Linked DNA regions of Zea mays: region 1 is linked to region 2. Evidence: chromatin contacts called from public Hi-C data. All regions are on one chromosome and are shown on one strand. Each heading gives the region's core, a stretch centred on a gene start, on an enhancer-like site or on the middle of the called end of the contact. The rest is flanking DNA. Distances are from core to core; before and after follow the strand shown.

The links. Hi-C and Micro-C count contacts between places; a contact is called where the count stands out from the background.
Region 1: a Hi-C map of endosperm shows a contact between it and region 2, with 2.7 times the contacts expected there. The contact joins the promoter of LOC103629795 here to the enhancer-like site in region 2. A contact is called at or near these places in 2 of 25 Hi-C or Micro-C datasets (ear and endosperm).

What each region holds. Positions count from the first base shown.
Region 1 is chr6:113,365,451-113,368,150 of Zm-B73-REFERENCE-NAM-5.0, forward strand. LOC103629795 (protein argonaute PNH1) reads right to left here and starts at 1,258. Exons shown (of 22, transcript XR_004850250.1): 1 at 173-1,258; 2 at 1-56.
Region 2 is chr6:113,079,299-113,082,118 of Zm-B73-REFERENCE-NAM-5.0, forward strand. No RefSeq gene overlaps it. Among protein-coding and RNA genes, the nearest start is that of LOC103629787, 12 kb to the left of the region's middle. Within about 2 kb of position 1,258, at least 18 of the 20 cell types and tissues checked have an H3K27ac peak or open chromatin away from gene starts, as enhancers often do. A contact at or near this core is called in ear and endosperm, where this site is marked.

The sequences.
Region 1 (2,700 bases), core at 8-2,507, 290 kb after region 2:
TCCGCCATTATGGCCCGGTTCACGGTCCGCGAGCTCACCTCCGGCGTGATCTTCACCTGCAAAACCACGCGTGGAAAAAAGAAAACAAATAAAAGCGTCGCCTTTTGATCTCAATTGCGCAGCGCTGGCGGTCCTCAAGGCCAGCGAGGTGGAATGGGCGGCGAGCACTTACATCGTACTGGGTGAGGTCCTTGTCCGGGAGCTCGGCGAGGAAGTGGTTGGCCTTGACGACGCAGCGCGCGCCCACCGTCCCGAACCCTGGCCGGCGGCAGAATGACAGCCCCTTGCTCGGCACGGGCGGCCCAATGACCGTGCGCGGCGGAGGCGCCTGCGTCTGCGCCTGCGCTGGCGCTAGTAGCGCGGCGCGAGGCTCACCGGGCGCCTTGGCCCTGCCGCGGCGCCTCCCGCCCCCTCTGCACCTCTTGCCTCCCTCCGGCACCGGCAGCACGGCCGCCGCCGCCGCGGGCTCTGCCTTGGGCTGTGTCACGCTGCTCTGCAGCGGTTGCTTCCTCCGCTCCGCGTGCCCGCCCTTGGCTGATGACCCCTGGTGGAGCCGCGCCTGCGGCGGCGGCGGCGGCGGCGTCATGTCCAGGACGACCTCGAGCATGTGATGTGATGTGATGTGACCACTGGAGAGGGCCGGCGAGGTCCGTTTGGTTACCCGACAAGGCGGCAGAAGCTCGCCTGCGCGGAAGCCTTATAACGTGATCAGTCAGTGGTCTAGTATGCTGGTAACTAGCAGCGGCAAAGGCGAACTCATCAGAAGCTGAGCTGAGCAGAATGGGAGGAGCAACGAGCCAAGCAGCCGCCGCCGCCGCACTGTGAAAACGAAGCGTCACGCAAGGTAAAAAAAAATGAAAAAAAAATGCGGCGCGGGGGCGGGACAGAACAGAAGGGCATTAGAAGAACCTCTCTCTCTCTCTCTCCAGCGGCACGGCAGCATTGACGCGGCAGCAACTGCGCGGAGGCAGGTTTGGCCTGCTATGCTAGGGACTGGGCGGCCGGCGGGCGGCGCGGGAACGGGACCGGCCGAGGGAGGGGGAGGGGTAGGGTAGTCTGTGAACGGTCATAGTCTGGTGAACAGTCATGACGGAAGCGGCAGCGACGTCCTCACTGTTTTTTACCAACAAAGGTGGCAGGCGTCGGAGAACCGGGGATTGTGCTGGAGGTCCACTAGCGCGGGCGGCAGCGGCAGGCAAGCCATGCATGGTGATGGCGCGGCCCGTAAAAAAGCCGTGGAAAACGAGCCGGGGCACGCACGCACGAGAGACGAGACAGTGGATGGATGGGCTTCGGTTGGTGTGTTTCCAGGGGGAAGAATGGATGGGGATTTTTATAGAAAAGCGTGGCGGCACTCCATCGCACGCAGCTCGCTGCGTAGTATGTGTTCGGAATGTTTTTTTTATTAATCTGTGGATGGTGACAAAACAAGTGCAGAATAATCCGCTACTACTGCTGGTACTAGCACCTAAGTAGTCCAGATGCTACTACGGCTCGAGAATGGGTCTCATGCATGCATGCATCACTCTCGAAAGCAGTGTATATAAACTGTGAGCCGAGGCCGAGCCGGGCGGGGCCAGGCCTCTGCAGGACACTGTCACGATTTTCTTGTGACACCACACTGGACACAGAACAGATGCACATTGTGTTGGGGGGCAAAACATCTACTACCACAGTGCGGTCCGTTCGAGTTGGAGGGGAAAAAACAAATAGGAAGCCAAATCGAAGAGAAGAGCCAAATTGAAGGTGAAACTTCTTCACATGGACTTTACCGTTTGTCTATACCTAATTACCTATACAGTACTACTATTAGGTCACCAGCATGGTCCAGAGTCCAGACAAGCACCGGCACGAGCCTCTAGGTTTGGCAAAACAAAGCGGAGAAAACGCAGCAAAACGCCAGAGAGACGAGCGAGAGCAAGCTAGCCGCCTCGACGGCCGCGCTCGCGATTTGGAAGCGTGCCCCCCCCCCCCCCCCCCCCCCCCCCCCCCCGACAAGAAGGCGCTCCAACACTATCGCAGAACAGACTCGCCGGCATCGCCGCACAAGCCACTGGCGGCCACCGGCCAGTCCCTCATGGGTGAAACCCGTTTTTAATCACGGCCGCCCCCGCCCGCCCGTGTTCGCTTCTGCCAGGCAGCGGCAAGCACAGAGGGCGCGGCGGTCCAGTCCAGCAGCAACAAGCACCGCAGGCCCTAGTTCCTCGTAGCCACGTCTACTCACACGCCTACGAGCTGAGCCTGAGCATGCGTACAGAACGTGCCGCCGCAGACAGCAGCAGGCTTGCTTGCATTGCATTGCAGCGGCGTGCGCGCGGCCGGGCAGGGCAGGACGTCGCATGCCCGCCGGGGGCGGCACGGGCGCGCGTGCCGAGGTCGTGGGGCTGGCGGGCGAGCGACAAAGCGGAGCGTTCGGGCAAGGCGGGGCAGGCAGGCAGGCAGGCCTACACGCGCATGCAGTGTCCAGGCGGGTGGGAGCGGGAGCAGGAGCAGCGTCGCTGCTGCCGCAGCGCGCGGCGGGCCCTCCCTGCCGGTGCGGTGCGGAGGGAGAGGTACGTACCAGAGCTAGACCGCTAATACTACCACTGGCTGGCCGGAGCTGTAGCCGGGCAGCCGTCGCATGTGCATGTTGCGGGGCGCGACCGCGCTAAGCGAGGATAAATGCATGCCCGGCCTGTGCGCACGCCACGCCAAGCGAGC
Region 2 (2,820 bases), core at 8-2,507:
AATAATAAGAGAAGGGTGATCTTATTACATGTATTTTCTTCCAATTATTGGAACATGTGAATAACCATAATTAGAGTGAATAATTAACTAATGGCACATAAATAATTTATGCATCATGTTGGAGTTTATTTGTGTGTGCATTTAATAATAATAATAATATTAATAGAAATACATTAATGTCCAAATTTGGATTTAAGACCTAGTTTACATTATAGAATTTGGAGAAAGAGAAGGAAAATACTATACAAAATAAAAAAATAAATATATAAATAAATAAAACCTTTTCAAACTTGTATCGTTAAATTATACATTAGATCTGAGTACAAAAATTCACAACCACATTTGAATTCAAACTAGGATTTAAAAGTAAAAAAGAGAAAATAGAAAAAAAGGAAAAACGCAGCTATACCTTGTTGGGTCGGCTTCTCCCCGCTCGGCCCACCAACAGCCCTCACGAGTAGCTCAACTGGGTTAGGCGTGGCGCCGACGGGGGCCCCCTTGGCCAGCCACATTGCGTGGACTCCCCTTTCTTTCACTGACTAGTGGGTCCTGCAGGTCTAGCCCGCGCACTATCCCAGGTGGGGCCTTGGTCCACTGTTTACCTTCTTCCACAAGTGCCTGCATTCGCCCACCTCCCAACTACCTCCGTAACCACCGGTCGGGCATGCCAGACCTGCATGGAGACTCCCTGGGCTCCTAGTTATATGATGGGTAAACCCTCTCTCGTGCCCTCTAACCCAATCACGTAAATTCCCTCACGGCACCACAGTATCGGGGAAATTGCAAGCTAGCTTGAATCGGCCGGATCGGAGCTCGGGTTGACCACCGCCGCTGTCGGGACTCCTCTACGACTGCAGTCGGCCGTTGGGTGGAGTTGCGAAGGCGGCATTTGAGAGTTCATCGGGAGCAGGTTGCGGCAGGAAGTCTCGGCGTTAAGGAACCCCCACGTTCTCACCCGACCTCTCTTCGTGGCGATGCACACCTAGACTGAAGTAGAATTGGCTTGCAGCTCGACGTGCGGGGCACGACACCACCATAGTTTCGGCTTCGGTTAGGATGCGGTGGCTGGGGCGAACGATGGTGTGCGACTGGAGGCGCTTCCTGCCGTCGTCGAGGCCCGCATCTCCAGGAACGCGTGGCGGCATGTGGCGCTACAGAGAAGACAACATATTGGCCTTCGATCTCTGTGTGGGCGACCACGATTGGATGGGATCGGGAAACGGTTGTACCCATAGGATTTCAATCCAGCGTGTGTGATTAGATCGGGTGGGACAACTACTGCGATCCGAGATCCTTGCGTACCCCTTCACGCGCGTCAAGTTGCATAAGAGCCCCGAAACTTTATGAAAATAAACCCGCCGTCCACCCTGCGTGCTAAATAAATACAGAAAGGCCCAGACTTCTTTGATTTAAACCCCTGCATTCCTTAGAATTAATGGCGCAGTCCAGACACTTAACAAAGCAGCAAAATTAATATAGAAAAAGTTTTTTAGTGTAAAAATAATTCCAGAATCTTGTTTAATTCTTAGAAAATTCATTTTAACAACTTTTTAATCCATTTCAGTTGCATTAATTTTGTATTAACATTGTTTATCACTTGGTAACTCTGTTTTAGCATGAAACCTAGACTAAAATTAACTACTTGATTAATTTTGTACCAAACACATAAAGACTTCGAAAAATCATAACTCGTAATCCGTAACTCTGAATTTAGTGACTCTCGAACCTACGATCATGTTACGATGAGTAGATTATTATTATCCATTATGTTCCTCTGATTGGTGTGATGCTAATTTATCCCATACTATGTTTGTTTGTATTGCTTCGAGTAGATGAGCAAGTGATTGAGGACCCAGATGTTCAGCAGGTAGAAGTTGCCGAGCAGGAGTTCGTTGAAGGCAAGTTGTGCCCTTGACCACTTTTATTTACCCAATAATGTTATCTATAATCATTTTGGCATGCACAAGCTTAATTTTGATGGGCCCTAATAGGTCACCCTAGTTTGGTCATCTTTACACCTTGTTTACCCCTGAACTTTTGGGTAGTCTTTGCTATTGCTATATATGGTTTTGGGTGTTGAGATAACTATTACACATGATCATTCTTTATTATTATTGTTCTATTTCTGTTCATGATAAGACTATTATGTTAATTGGAACATGGAGCTTAACTTGAGAAACACGTGCCACCACAAGGGTGATATGGGACGTCCTTGGCTGACTAATTAGGAAAGCAAGTGGAGGTCTACCTTACCCGAAATGGGCAAGGGCAATAGGGGAGTTGGCGTGTAGGGAGGTTCTTGGGTTGATTTTTCTGTGATGGCGGTCAGACAGGGAATTCCTGCATTGCGCTCCCTAGAAACTGTAGCGGATTTTCTGTAGCTAGTGGAACTTTGTAAAGGCCTCGTAGTGTTACCCTGCCTCGCTTCCTTGGTAGAGGTGTATGGGGCCCATACAACCCCGTGGTAGATGGGTAACATGACTTGTGGGTAAAGGGTACAACCTCTATAGAGTGTAAAACTAGTATACTAGCCGTGCTCGCGGTCATGAGCAGCTCAGGACTCTTGCATGATTAATTTATGGAATTAAATTCAATTTGTCATTTGCATCGCATTGTGGTTTGTTATTAATTTTATCTATTATTACTCTGGTTTGGTATCTACTTACAGTTAGTAATTGCTAATAAAATTTGACCAACTTATTAAAAGCAATGCTCAGCTTTAACCCTCATTTGTTGATCAGCCTTACACTTCACATGAATTCCCACCTTCGGTGAGTTCATGCACATTATTCCCCACAACTTGTTGAGCTATGATATTTT